2 separate regions of the Gossypium raimondii genome follow, and region 2 is linked to region 1. Evidence: chromatin contacts called from public Hi-C data. All regions are on one chromosome and are shown on one strand. The core of a region is the stretch at or near the end of the contact, and the rest is flanking DNA. Distances in the headings are between cores, read along the strand shown.

Region 1 (7,267 bases), core at 1,204-3,703:
AAACACATCTTATCTGCATTCTCTATGTTCAAGCCTTTTCAGGTAAAAACAGAACAGAAGAAAGGGAAGACTCAAAATGTGAAGAAAATGTGACTAGAAACAAGAAAACATATTGTTATTTCAACAGTGAAGGCAAAAAATGTTCAAGAAATGCTTTTGTTTTAATCTAACCAACCACCAAAATACAGAGGCATGTTTGGTTACATAACAAGTGCAGCAAAATTAACATTAAACCAAAGAAAAACAACTTATGAATCTAAAATTCAGTACAACCTTAGTAAGGTCCTTGCAATAGAATGTGCATTGCTTGCCCTGGTTTTGCCTGACCCAACTCTCCGGCTGGCGCTCATCGGTGCCATGTAGAACCTTAACAGTCCATTATCAAAGTGATTTGGTGAATATCTTGCACTCCTGTTCCTTTCCAACACAAAATCATCTTTTTTCTTCTTGCTATGCCCATTTGACTCAACATAGTTCTTCCTTGCACCACTAAATGATCCTGCACCGAAACTGCTAGAATTCCTCCAGCTTACGCTGCTATTGCTCCTCATTACCTTTGGATTAAAACCTCCTCTCACATCTCCATTCCTTTCCCCTCTCAACTCAGGCCAAGATTCTGAATATGACCTCTCCACACCGTTAGCTCTAGAATACCTATCTTCATCCTCATCTTTGTTAACACTCTTCCTGTTAATAAAGCCCCAAATGTTCCAAGCTTTACTCCACCTCCGCGACTTCTTAGATGACTCTTTCTGTTCCCCATTCCCAATCACAGATGCATTATCTTTGAAGCCAATCTCAAAAGTGTCAGAATAATCATCCCTCAAAGAATTTGAATCCCTGGAATCCCTATCAGGCATGACAGGTTTAGGTCCATGGGTGTAATCAACAGCTGCAGGGGAAACCTTTGTACTAGAAGCCGACCTCATTTCTTCCATTTCAGCCACTATAGCTGCAGCAGTCTTCCTACTAGAACTGGACCTGTCAAGGCTTTTTCTTCTCCTAGAATCAGAATAATAATCCCTTGTTTGAGCTGACCCTCCAGGAAGCGATTCATCCTCCTCAGTAACATAATTCATAGCCGTCGGGTCCTCCACAGGGATCTGAGTATCAGACCTCATAACATGATGAACTGGAGCATCTTCCGCAACGGAAACCATTGTGGGCATTCTTGGGAACATTCTCCCCATCAGATATCCATCGCAGGAAGCTCTTGGTTCATCAAAAGAATATCTGGGATCATCACATGACATTCTTGCTGCATCAAAAGACATCCTTGGTGCATCAAATGACATCCTCCCAGCATCAAGGGAAAACCTTGGGTCTGTATCACAAGACCTTCTCCCGAACCCATAATCCGCAATTTCTGACTGGGTTTCTCTGTATTGTCTCCCTATGGGCTTCTCCACTGGCAATCTCGCTGACCCACATCCATTTCCCCTCTTTTTAAGTTTTTGTTTTTGCCTCCATTTTTGTAATTTCTTGCTGAAGACTGAAGCAGCCGACCAGAAACTCCCAGCAATCTCTTTGAGATCTCGTCCAGAAGCGTTCTTTGTTTGCGAATCAAGATCTATATGATCCTTCATGGGCTTCAGCTCCTCTTCTTGGCACAGTTCCTTTTCGTATTCTTCCACAATTTCTTCAACTTTCTCTTCTATCAAATTCGTAGCAGGAGCAGCCACATTGGGCGGTTGTTCTTCTACGATCACTATGTCGTCATTGTGATCGGTTTCAGTCTCAGTTTGGTCTTCTTCTTTACTTTCAAAAACAGGACCTTGACCAACAGTCGAAGAAGCCAAATTTCGAGCTTCAGCTTCAGCAACTTCAGAAGACCTCCCGTTTGCAGTTGCTTCTTGATGAAAGAGTGACCAAAGGGTGTTTCGAGCCCTAACGTCACAAGATTTTCTCTGGGGCTCAAAAACACCAGAGAAACCCTCGTTTTTCGAGGCCGAAAAGGACTTTGTTCGCCGGAGCTCGGGAAAAAACCCGGATTGTGTACCACCTCCTCCGGAAGGCTTGAAAATGGCTTTAAGTGCAGCGGTGGCGGTTGAAGTACTGGCGGCGATGGGAGGTTTCCGAGAAGAAGAAGAAGCAGAAGAAGAAGAAGGCTCGAGAACAGCGAGACGTTCGTAGAGGCATGAGGGGCAAAAGCCAGTAAAATGTTCTTGAGGATGGCGGTCACAGGAGGTAGAAGGACGGTGAGGCTGAGACGGTTGTGGCGGCGGTGCTAACCCAGGAAGTGGTGGCTCCACGTTGGGATTCATAACCGGTAGTGGCATGAGAGGAGCGCTCTTCTCATATTAGTAGCTTCAGTCAGAGAAAATTAATAAAATATAAAAATAAAAAATAAAATGTAAGAGAAATTAGTTTTTGTTTAATTTGGTTTCCCCCTTTCCCTCTGGGATTGGGCCTTAGCTCCAACAGACAGTGAGAAGAAAGAAAGAGAAAACAGAATGATGGTAGTAACGGGAAAAAAAATAGAAAATAAAGATAAATAGTAAAAAGAAAAAGACATAAATAAATAAAAGAAAATCTCGGCGACTGACCCATGACTCATATACTTTAATTAGGGGTTTTCACTTAAATATTGTAAAATAATTAATTAAAAGGGATAAAGAAAATTTTAGTCCCTAAATTTTACTATTCTTACAACTTGGTCCTTAAACTATTTTTGGTCCACATTGTCCCAGAACTTGGTAACTTTTTTCAATTTGATCCCTAAACTTGGATTTTGTTGAGATATGACGACATGACACTCTTAGATTGTACAATGTCATCACTTAAAAATTTAAAATATATATAATTAAAAAATAAAAAAATCCAAGTAGCGACGTGAAATAATCTCAAAGTGTCACGTTGACATGCCTTAATTGAATCCAACTTTAGGGACCAAATTGGGAAAGTTGCCAAGTTAAAAACTAATGTGGACCAAAATTAATCCATGGATTAAGGTGAGAAAAGTTGCTAAGTTTAATGACTAAATGTTGCCTTATCCCTAATTAAAACTTAAAATAGGTTTCTTCAAAAGTTAATTCTCAAAATGTGTTTTTAGGGTTCGAGCTTTGTAATATGTAATGTGCCATCAAGTTTTTTACATCCCATTAGAATCAAGACAATCACTATGAACTGATTAAAAGTACCTCAAACACTGATAAATATGAAGTTCACTGTAAATTATTTAAGTTTTAAACTATAATAATATAATGTAATTTTGTAAGGATGTGGATATCATTTGAATAGGACTTGACATCCGTAGGTGTCAAGGTCTTCAACTCGTTAATAGTAATTTATATATGTAAATAGTAATTTATATCCGAGTATCTGAAAAGAGAAATGAAACTTTGAATACACTTCACCACCTCTTTAAAAAAAACTTCTAAATGAACCTAACCTTAAAACCTATAAATATTCCATCCAACTCGTTAGTTGTTTTTAGAAAACCCAAAATATTCCTCTTATACATTTTATACTATGATACATACTTAAGATTTTCTAAATAGATGTTTTCAATCATACCATGATATGTCACTCAAAATTTTACAACAATGGAGGATTCTCTAATGGTTCATTGTCATAGTAATATGGGAGTAAATCCACTTGACAGTAGAATCATTCGTCACTTAAGAGCCATTGATTTCAATCATGATAGCCTTGGGAAAGTTATGTCCATTTCGACATTCATCTCCCTCTGATTGACTAATAGAGACCAGAGACTCATACATTTTATCTCCTATACAAGAAGTAACAATAACACTAGAAGATGTGACATTACTAACCATAAGTCTGATTTCTTTAGACTTCGAGTTAAGGTCACATGGTGAAATAGATTATTTAAGCATCTCCCAATGAATCCAACACTTGAAGATATTGAACATCATGCTAGAACTTACATTCTTCACTTAATTAGAGGTGTGCTGATGTCAGAATAATCTGAAAACTTAGTTCATACCATGTATCTCCCATTATTATATAATTTTAAAATGGCGAATACGTACAGTTGAGGGTCTGTTGTTTTGACATGCCTATATATAAGGCATTATGTAAAGCATGTAAAATAGGGAACAATGAAGAAAATGACTCTTTTATGATTTTATAATCATGTTAGATGTCGAATATCATGGATTGCGCTTCTATGCCTTTCAAAATCTTAGTTTCTCTCTTGTTAGAACATAAAATTCGTGACATATGTTATAAATTAATTATATTCTAAATGATTAAGTACTATCATTTCATATTTTAGTAGGTGTCCGACTATCGTGACCATACACCTTACTAGAAGAACAATATTGTAGCAATACGATTATCTATTGATATTGAATCAAACATTTTAGTAATATATGTGTTATAATGATATTTATTTACTATAATCAATATTACCTCATAATTGAATTTAAATGCATCACTTTTATTAGTTTTACAATTTGTGTAGATATCATACTAGGTGGAAGAGATTACTATCATACTACTAGTTGAAGCAAGTGTGCATAATAATGTTTTTAACATGTGCACATCATTTATATGCTTCTCTTGTATCAAGTGGCATTAATTTGATTGGGTTTATGATAGTTTGAGTTGTCCAAGAAATTTTGACAAATCTAAAGAACATTGAAAAGTATCATGTTATAGGTTTGCATACAATGGTGGAGAATTTGGGGCTATTAAACATGCCATGCACATCACATATTGCACCAATCATCTTTAGCATAGCCCACAAGTTGTATTGATTAAGGATAATGATTTGCAGCTTTCACAATTTATGATAAACGGTTTAGGACCAATGGCAAACCATATCTGTATTAGATGGAAAAGGCTCCTACACATTAGATTCAACATCCAATTTTGCAACATCAGAAGAGGGACATGGAAGCATAGGGCAAACCTATTGAAGAAGGCCAAGCCAAAGGAAGGAGAAATTTGCAACTTCATCATGAAAAAGATTGAGGCATCAACTTGTTAAAGGTGGAACTATGGTCGAGATTGAGCTCGACCTTATCACGAAAACAGATGAGGGCTAGTCATTGCTACTTAAGATGTTGTGGCTCTTAAACATGTTAAACTTGATGAAGGTCCTGAATTTGCAAATGTAGAGGTCGATCTTATAGCATCCAAAATTTTTGATGATGGAATTTGTATCGTGCTAATGATCGAGTTAAAAAAATTCCATGTACGAGTGTGGTTAAATGTGGATTACTTATTAATTAATTAATTACGACATTGAGAAAGACATCAAAATTGAATTGAAATAATAATAGTAAATAACTTAAGGACTAAGTTTCAAGGAAAAGAGAACGGACATGTCAAATGTGTGAGGATAGGAAATGATGAAATTAATGGTGGAGAACTTGAGAAGTAATAAATTATGGCTTAAAAAATAAATAAACCAAGGCCTTGTATGAAATAAAGCCATTATTATTGTTAAGTTAGTGGAGAGTAATGATATTAACCATGGATTTCCACTATGTCAATTAACAAGAGATCATGTCCATTGAAAATGATAATTATCTATTAATTATCATTACTTTATTAATGGATTAAAAAAATAAAAAAGAGAAGTTATTCATGTTTCCTACCCTTATGAATGTTGCTCCTTAGTAAAATTGGAGAAGAAAACTTTCATGAGAGTTCCTTGGTGCCGTGGGTAGTTCTTCAAAAATTTGGTAAGCTCCCATTGAATTTTAGTTGATTAACAACTTGAGATGATAATTGTGAGTGAACCCATTCATTTAATTGTTGAATTTAAAAATAAAATGTAAGGATGGCCATGGTTGAAAACTTAGAAAATCTAGAGAGATAAAGCTTGGTCAAGTATGTTTAATGGTTTTAGACATTGTTTTGGTAGAACTAAGTTCAAAGTGGTGTAGGTAAGCTATGGATGAAGCTAGATTAAGATTTTGACAAAAGAGGTTCATGACACCATTATTGGATGCTTGAAGAGCTTCTAGGAAAATGAAAAGAACTTTGGATTTAAAACATGTTCTTGACACCCTAAATGACCATTTGAAGTTAAGTACACATATTGATTGTGTTAGAGATGTATGACTCAAATCCCGTTGCTGGTTAAAGAAATAACCTTTGGACTTTTTAAATTCATATAGGACTATACTTCTTCTATTAGAAATTGATTATAACAAGATTGTTTAACCTTTAAAGAGATGGAGTCGAACTCCTCTATATTGTGTGTTTTTCAACATAGTGAATTTCTTCTCATTTGCTTGTGATTTTTCCCGATAAGGGTTTTTCATATAAAATTTATGTGTGCTTATTTTTTTTCTTATTTCTTTGCAATCATTCCTACTTCTATTATCGACGTTGATTATAGCAAGGTGGTATCAAAGCCAAGTTGCTTGTATCGATCATGGTAATGGTGACATTGAAGTCTGGTATTCCACTGTTGGATCACAACATTAGATTCACGTTGTGGCAGGTAAAGATGCAGACAGGTCTTACGCAAATGGATTTGAAAGATGCGTTGCTAAGGGTAGATAAGATGCCTTCGACATTAGCGCTTGAAGAAAAGAAGTGTAAGGATTGAAAGTCTTTATCGCAATTACATTTGCATCTATCAAATGAAATTCTACAGGATGTGTTAAAGGAGAACCATCGTTGTATTGTAGGTAAAGCTAAAACAACTATACATGTCAAAAACCTAACTAGGAAGTTGCATATGAAGTATCATCTTTATCTCATCGTTTGGAAGAAGTCTTTGGTAGGACACTTAACCGTGTTTAAAGAAATTGTCTTGGACTTAGAAGCCATGGAGATTCAGTATGATAAAGAGGATTTAGGGTTAATCATGTTTTGATCATTTCTCTCGTCTTATTCAACCTTTAGATGTACTATTTTATATAGTGGCGAATTTCTCACAGTTGATGAAGTCTATGATTCCTTAGTCTACTATGGCTATATGAAGCATCTTGTGGCTAGATACTTTTAGGGAGAAGGTCTCATTATTCGTGGGAGACAAGAACACAATATTAACTATCATCGATGGAGGAAACATGGATGAAATCCTTGTAGTAAATTTAAAGGTAAATCGAAATCTTCAAACAAAGGTAAGACTTGTAATTTTTGCAAACAGGAATAGCACATTAAGTCTGAGTGCTATAAGTTGCAAAATAAGATCAAAGTGAATCAAAAGGGAAAACTGTTGGAACGTCAGCACCCCTACGGCGCAGCGGAAACATTCTGCGATCCGAACCATGGATCCATGTGTGAGGAACGAATCGGGGTGAAATAAAGGTTTCGAAATTACCAAATCTTTATTCTG
Region 2 (7,267 bases), core at 1,760-4,259, 77 kb after region 1:
TTAAACAAATGTATATACTGTGGATCCTTGTCCAACTAATGGTGTTGGATATGTTGTGAAGAAAAATTCTTAACGTTTTTACCAAAGTTCGATCCAATTTTTTTGTTCATGACCCCTATTCCCTTTTAGGCCAACCCATCATGTCATCATTCTAAAATTTCTTTAGGTCATTCAACTCCCTTAGGATAGATTAATACATGCTGAATTGGTGCAATATCCAATCAATGTGTTTCTATTCAATGATGTAGAAGTATATAATGCCCATGTACACGTTACCCAATATTTGCAACTCTTTAGTTATGCCCCTTAAGAGTATGACCTAAATGTTGTCAACTTAGTAAGGTGTCCATTGTAAACTACAAAAAAAAAGTATTTTAAGTTAACAAAACATTAAATGGTGATAACAATCAATTCAATTAAGTTAACTAACCTCTTGAGTTTTATATCTGTCAATGAAAATTCAGATCTATGTAAATTCTCAATAATACGTTATGTGATCTAGATTGGTCTTAAATATACAAATATGTTAACTAATTTATTAGACATATTGTAAAAACTTATAACTCAAAATTTATTCTAGAAGTTAAATATATTTTTACCTTCTCACCAACAGCAAAGATAATGAAAGAGAATGGATCAACCTTATAAATGGCAACAATCATTTAATTGATGTATTTTTTTATTAGTCGTATTGTTAAGAGCCCAACATAAGAATGTCAACACTGTGAACCTTTAGTTATATGTACGGCCACGAGTAATCTCTTCCAACAATGATAGATCTTTAAGCGGTAGAGATATTCGAACTTACCTTTCATAAAAAATCCATCGATGACATTCAATATGTATGCTCTAACATACTACTCGAACTTTTTTATTGCTGGCATCTTCCATTGGTGTTTGTTCAACCAATCTATACAACCAAGTCAATTTTACTCGACCACTCTTTAAATTTTTCTTGTTGTTGAGATGACGGTCGAATAACCTTCTCTTCTTTGGCTAAAGCTAGAATTCAACAACCTTGGTGACAATGTCTCATTTGATTGGAAGATCTATGATTAGGGCTACATATTCCAAAGTTATTGTCATTTTTTTTGTAGGGAAAGTGGAAGGCAAGAGTCTCTAGTCTCCACATTTCCACCAATGCCATGAGCAATGGCGATTACAATGGAATAGGAGGTATTTCAGCCACCTTAAAAAACTCGCTATTTTCTCCAGTTTAAAAAGAAGCAACAGTGGGGTTTTTTTTTCTTACCATCAGAGAAGAAAATAGCAGAACAATAGAGAAGAAGAAGAAGAAGAAGAAGAAGAAGAAGAAGAAATAGACGCACGAACCTCTATACATGCTTGCTATTGTGGTTGCTCACAATACACTAATAAATATAGATGAAGCATATCCTTTTTGTCTGTCATATATGCAGAAAAACATGAAAAGGAGGACCACCTTTTTGCAAAAATAAACCATAATATTTGAACTCAAAACCCTTTTAAAGAACAAAAAACCCATTACTTATTGTAATCCATGCTTGGACCCTCCATTGAATTGATCTTTTGCTTCTCCATTTTGAAAAAAAAAATCCAACCAATTGATAGAGCACTCAATTTGATTTATATTGTTTCAATTCAATAAAGATGACTATGAAAATGGATGATTTTTTCAGTCAAAATGGAAACGAAAATTAAAAGAAAAGAGGCCAATGGTTCTTTTTTTTTTCAGTTTAAGGATTAATCTGATGCATTGGTTTTGATTATTTCAAGAAACCAAATTAATATTTTTCTTTAATTAATTTAGAAATTCAATTAATTAAATTTATTTAATTAAAAAATTTATTTATTTATTTAGCTGATCATTCACGTTGGCATTTAAAACCCATTTAACTATCACGTTAGATTGTCGTTTGGGAGGTAACAGATCTTAACGGCAGAGTGACCATTTGTAACAAAACGATAATGTGACTAAAACGTAATATTTCAAACATAAGTGATTAAAATAATATCTGAATCAAACAAAAATTACTATTTTGATAGTTTACCCAATAAATTAATACTTGCTTAAGTAATAAATTAATAAAAAAATTTACCATATCAATGCTACAAGAGCTATACGGTTCACTTTCTTCATCAAAGCCATATTAGAATATCAAAGATTGAATTTACGGTGAAAAGAAAGGTTATGGAGAGTGTTTTTTCTAAAGAAGTGGACAATTATAGCAGGCAATTTCAATTAACAGTAAAAAGTAATTTATACCTAAACTCCACATTAATAAATGTCGAGATTCATACAAAGTATTTATTATGGTTAATTATTGAAAACTTAAATTCTTAAAGACCTCGACGTGGATAGGTATTAAGTTATATACACTGCATTTATCAGGGTTAGATTAAAGTCAAATAGAAATTATTCAAAACTTAACACTCTTTTTGTGTCAAGGTAGGCTACTTACTACATAATTTCATTGCAATGTTGGGAACTTTGCTTGTAAAATTAAGTTATTTATTTTATAAGAATTAAAATATAATTTTATAATTTTATTAATTTATAATGTCTATTATTTTAATTGATTAAATCAAAATTTTATTATTTTTAATATGCATAAATATAATTTTATCTTTTATTGAATTAAAATTTTATAAAATTTAGAAGGTCAAAATTGAAGTTTTATATTTTAGAGTGATCCTCGGTGTCAAGATAATCTTAAAAAAACATATTTTAAAAAGTAATGTATAATATAAAAGTTAAAAGAAAAAAACCGATTAGGTGAAACATGATAAGGGAGGCCATGGCAAGTCCCATTGAAATTCCACGTGCAGATAAATATGGCTACTCATTTACTTTAATAAAGAAGAAACGACAAGTAAGTAATTATACATGTAGAGTGAAGGAATCCCAAGAAAGAATTGGGAGTTTGGCATGTTAGGTTAGTAAAGCAAGACAAAAAAGCATGGCATGGCATAGCATAGCATAGCAGAGCAGAGCATAGGGCCAGGGGACAGGCATTCAAGACTCTCAAGTATATAGGATAGTTTCTAGGCAAGCAAACCTTCTTAGGGATTTACAGATATATTCCAAACAGATCTCTGCAGTGGTTTTTTTTTATAAGAAACAGCTAAGCGAGCTGACATGCTCTGAATTTTACAATAAGAAAAAGAGCTTTTCACCCCTCTTGTTGTTTCTTTATATATTAGTAAGGCATGAAAATCATCAGAACAAAATAAATGCTTTTAAAAGGTGGGCAAGGGCCAAGGGGTAGGGAAAAGGCAAAGATGAGCTTTTGCTTTTTCTTCAAAAAAAATTCCCTCCCTTTTTTCCCTTTAATGCTAAACTTGGGAGAGCAGGAGATTATTTTGGAAGAACCCAATTCAATCGAATAATTATTTTTACAACTTATTTTTAGGTAAATATTTATTATTTTAAATTAAAAAATGTGTGGCGTTTTCTTTCCTTCAAGAAAAGGAGCCCAACCGCTTTGATTGTGTTAGAAGATTGAAGTTTTGCATCGAACACAAATTAGATGTGATTATTATTATAGGTTTAAGTCTATATGTAAATTTTATTCTAATTTAAGTTTGAATATATTTTATTTTTTAAAATGAATATATCTTAATTTCAATCTATTATATTTTATGTTAAATTAATTTTAATTCTAACTTATCTCATTTATATTATGCTTAAGAAATGAAGTTGAGCCTGTTAATTTAGAGATACCTTTCCGTGGTCTCTACTTTAATTCAATTGAACTCTTAGGGCCTGAGACAAACAAATGGGCCAAGTCTTGTATTTAAAACACTCAAAGAAAATATTTACCCAGTTATCTTCCTCATCTTGTAAATTCCCATATTAAAAACACTCAAGAAAATATCAAAGTGTGAAATCAACGAGTTCTGATTTTATTTGGTTTGCACAAAAATATCCATTCATATTGAAGAAAACCCCATAATGTGAAAACGCCCATTTAAGCCGAAGAACTCCCTACACATTTTCTTAAATGTAGAGACGAAATTGCATACCATTCATCGAGTTAGCGCTAATTGCATGTTCGGATGACATCATTCTGATTGAAAATTTTGGACTTTATATATATATCTTAGAGATTTTTTGCAAAAATTTATTGAATTGGACCATGTTGAATTCAAGTCAAGAACTTTTAATGTGATAAGTTTTCCTTAATTGAAAAGGTTCAATTTCCAAAAAGTTATTCCTAGAAGAGCTCTATTATTTATTTCATATTGAAGATCTACTCAAGTTAATTTTAAGGATTTTTTTTTATGCCTCTCTCCAAGCTGCACGTATCTCGGTTATGCTAAAAAATGTTATTATGTCAACTATCACAAATTGCACCATGCAAGTTTTTTGGAATAGGGTGTCAACTCAAAAATTTAAGTCGTCAAAGATGCCCTTTATCTCCTTATCTTTTCGTGTTGTGTATGGAATGACTTGGTCAAAACATTAATTTTGCCATCTCTACCAACAAGTGGAGCCTCGTTCGGTTATCTCGCAATGGTCAAGGCTTATCACACATTTTCTTTGCATATGATCTGGTTATTTTCAGTAAGGCGAATATGAAGCAAACCCGGTTACATAAAGAAATTTTTGAGCGCTTTTGTGCTTTCTCTGGTTATAGGATCAATGCTCAAAAAATGAATATTTACTTTTCTAGCAGAATCAATAAGCAATTTGCTTGGTTTTCAAAAAGTATAGAATCTTGGATACTATTTGGGCGTCCCTTTGTTGCATGAAAAGGTCATTGATAGCACTTTGAGGTTCGTAGTGGAAAAGGTTCGTACTAAATTGCAGAGTTGGGATGTCAAACAACTTTCTTTAGCTGGCAGGGCTACCTTGACACAAGCAGTCCTTTTATCAATCCCTAGTTACTTTAAGCAATCCATGATGAGGCATTTGTCAAGAGATTGAGCGCATGGTACGATAGTTTATTTGGGGCTACTCAAATGGTAGGAAAAAGATGTCTTTTGTTGGGCGAGATTCAATATGTTAACCCCGAGCCTGTAGAGGTCTTGGGCTTAGACAATTGTGGGACCAAAACACTTTCTTTCTTTTTTTTTTATGAAACTTGGTTACAATATAGTTTCAAAGGAGAGTACCTTATGGGTTCGGGTTCTTCGCTCTGAATATGGAATGAAGGAAAGTTTGTCTGAGAGTATTATGTAAGGAAGATGTTCATTTCTTTGGAAAGCTCTCTCCTCTAACGTATAGTCTTTACTCCGTGAAAATTTAGCATGGTTTGTGGGAAATGGGAATAACATTCGGTGTTGGGAGGATTCTTGGGTTCCAAGCATAGGGCCTTTGATTAAACAAATTCTTTCTAATGTTAATATTGGTCCTAATTGTCTTCTTAGTGATATGGTGACAAATAATGGTATGTGGTATTTAAACCTCTTTCGCATTTGGATTTTAGAAGATGTGGTAAGGCTAATTATGGGCATTCCCCTTTCCCATCCTACAGTGAGGCTGGATAAGATTATTTGGATGTGTACTTCAACAAGGGTTTTCTCTATTAAAACTATTTATTTCAAATTTTTATACTCCAAATCTTTATACCTTAAATTGAAAATGATTTTTATATAGGGGGAGCTTAAATTGAAAATGACTTTTATTAAGAAGGAGCAATCTATTCAAAAACAAATTTACAAAATGTTTTGTTATATCAAAACGGGGGAGATTGTTAAACTAAGTCTTATTGGATCATATGTTTTGATATAACAATTAAAGTGTTTTTGAATAAAAAGTAAAGTTGAGCAATTTGATAAAATCAAGTTGAAAAAGTTTAAATTGGGTCAAACATTTTCAAATATGTTTTAACCTTTTTCAAACAAGTTAGAATTGCTCTAGGACAAAAAAATATCGATACTTTTTGTCTAAGTATCGATATTTTACAAGCTATCGATACCCCTCTGATAATCGATGCCAAATTGACATTATTCCATTTCAAACCCTGGTAGGTATCGATCTAGTATCGATACTTTTCTTATGGTATCGATATATTTCCTAAGGTATCGATATTCCTACTCCAACAGTCACTGAAATATGCATTAATTACAAAAAATATCGATACTTTTTTAGTAGGTACTGATACTCGTTGTTGCAGGTGTAGTTAATGACCTAGTATTTCATCCCCAATGGCTATATTTACTTCCACAACAACCACAACGGTTGGAAACCAATTAGAGGGTATAAATACCATGTTTCAAAGGTCTAGCAACAAGAAGAGCAATGTGCAAAGCTTAAAGATAAATCAAAACAACCTAAAGCTTAATTCTTTCATACATTTTCTTGTAGACACTTGTGAGCTTTCATTATATTCATTTAGCTCAAGTGTTCTTCTTTGCATTTGTATTTGATTGGCAAACATCTTGATCTTGTAAGGATTGTTTTCTTTGTTTGCTTATTTGTATCTCTTTTGAGAGAGGGTTTATTCTTAAGGTTTTGGTAGAAACCTTAAGGGAGTTGTATATTAAGATTTTGGGATATAAGTCTTAAGAGAGATTGTAAGGTTAAACCTTATCCTCAAAGGTTGTCAAATTAGTGAATTTGAGAAAATCCTTAGTTGTGGAAAGCTAAGATAGTAGAATAGGCAATTGGGGCCAAACCACTATAAATCCTTGTGTTCGTTGTTGCACAATTTTTGTTGCTTCCACTACAACTTCTCAAAGGCCGATTCAACCTCCCTATCGTCGATATCGAGTTGATACAATGGACCAAGCCAAGACATTAATACTGTAACACCCCGACCCGTGTCCGTCGCCGGATTAGAGTTACGAGGCATTACCGATCAAAACCCGACTCAAATTTTTTTAACTCAACCACGAAATTTCATTCCATATATATATATATATTATCACATAACCAATTAAAATCAAACATGCATCTTTAATCAAGTTTCATATACTAACCATGTTTCAAGAATTCATCCATATCATTATCATTTACCTAATCAAAATTTAATATCATAAATCAAACATTTATCCAAGCATTTATTTCATTTCTATTTACTAAATATAGTACATATTACAAACATAGGTAATCTACCCTGTTTGGACAGCTCTTATACATCAGAAATTGAGCAGCATATATATATATATATATATATATATATATATATATACAAAATTGTACAGCATTTATACACCAAAATTTGACAGCATGTATATACAAAATTGGACAACATTTATTCACCAAAATTAGGCAGCATATATATACTAATTTGGACAACACTTATACACAAAATTTGACAGCTTGTATATGCAAAATTGG

Evidence for each region. A called contact is a pair of places that touch in the nucleus more often than the background predicts.
Region 2: a Hi-C map of leaf shows a contact between it and region 1, with 2.6 times the contacts expected there. The contact joins the enhancer-like site here to the promoter of LOC105780323 in region 1. A contact is called at or near these places in 2 of 2 Hi-C or Micro-C datasets (both in leaf).

Annotation. Positions count from the first base shown.
Region 1 is chr4:10,166,222-10,173,488 of ASM2569854v1, forward strand. LOC105780323 (protein OCTOPUS) reads right to left here and starts at 2,454. Exons shown (of 1, transcript XM_012604582.2): 1 at 91-2,454. The coding sequence starts at 2,279. The coding sequence ends at 264.
Region 2 is chr4:10,242,777-10,250,043 of ASM2569854v1, forward strand. No RefSeq gene overlaps it. Among protein-coding and RNA genes, the nearest start is that of LOC105779278, 6.1 kb to the right of the region's middle. Within about 2 kb of position 3,010, the one cell type or tissue checked has open chromatin away from gene starts, as enhancers often do. A contact at or near this core is called in leaf, where this site is marked.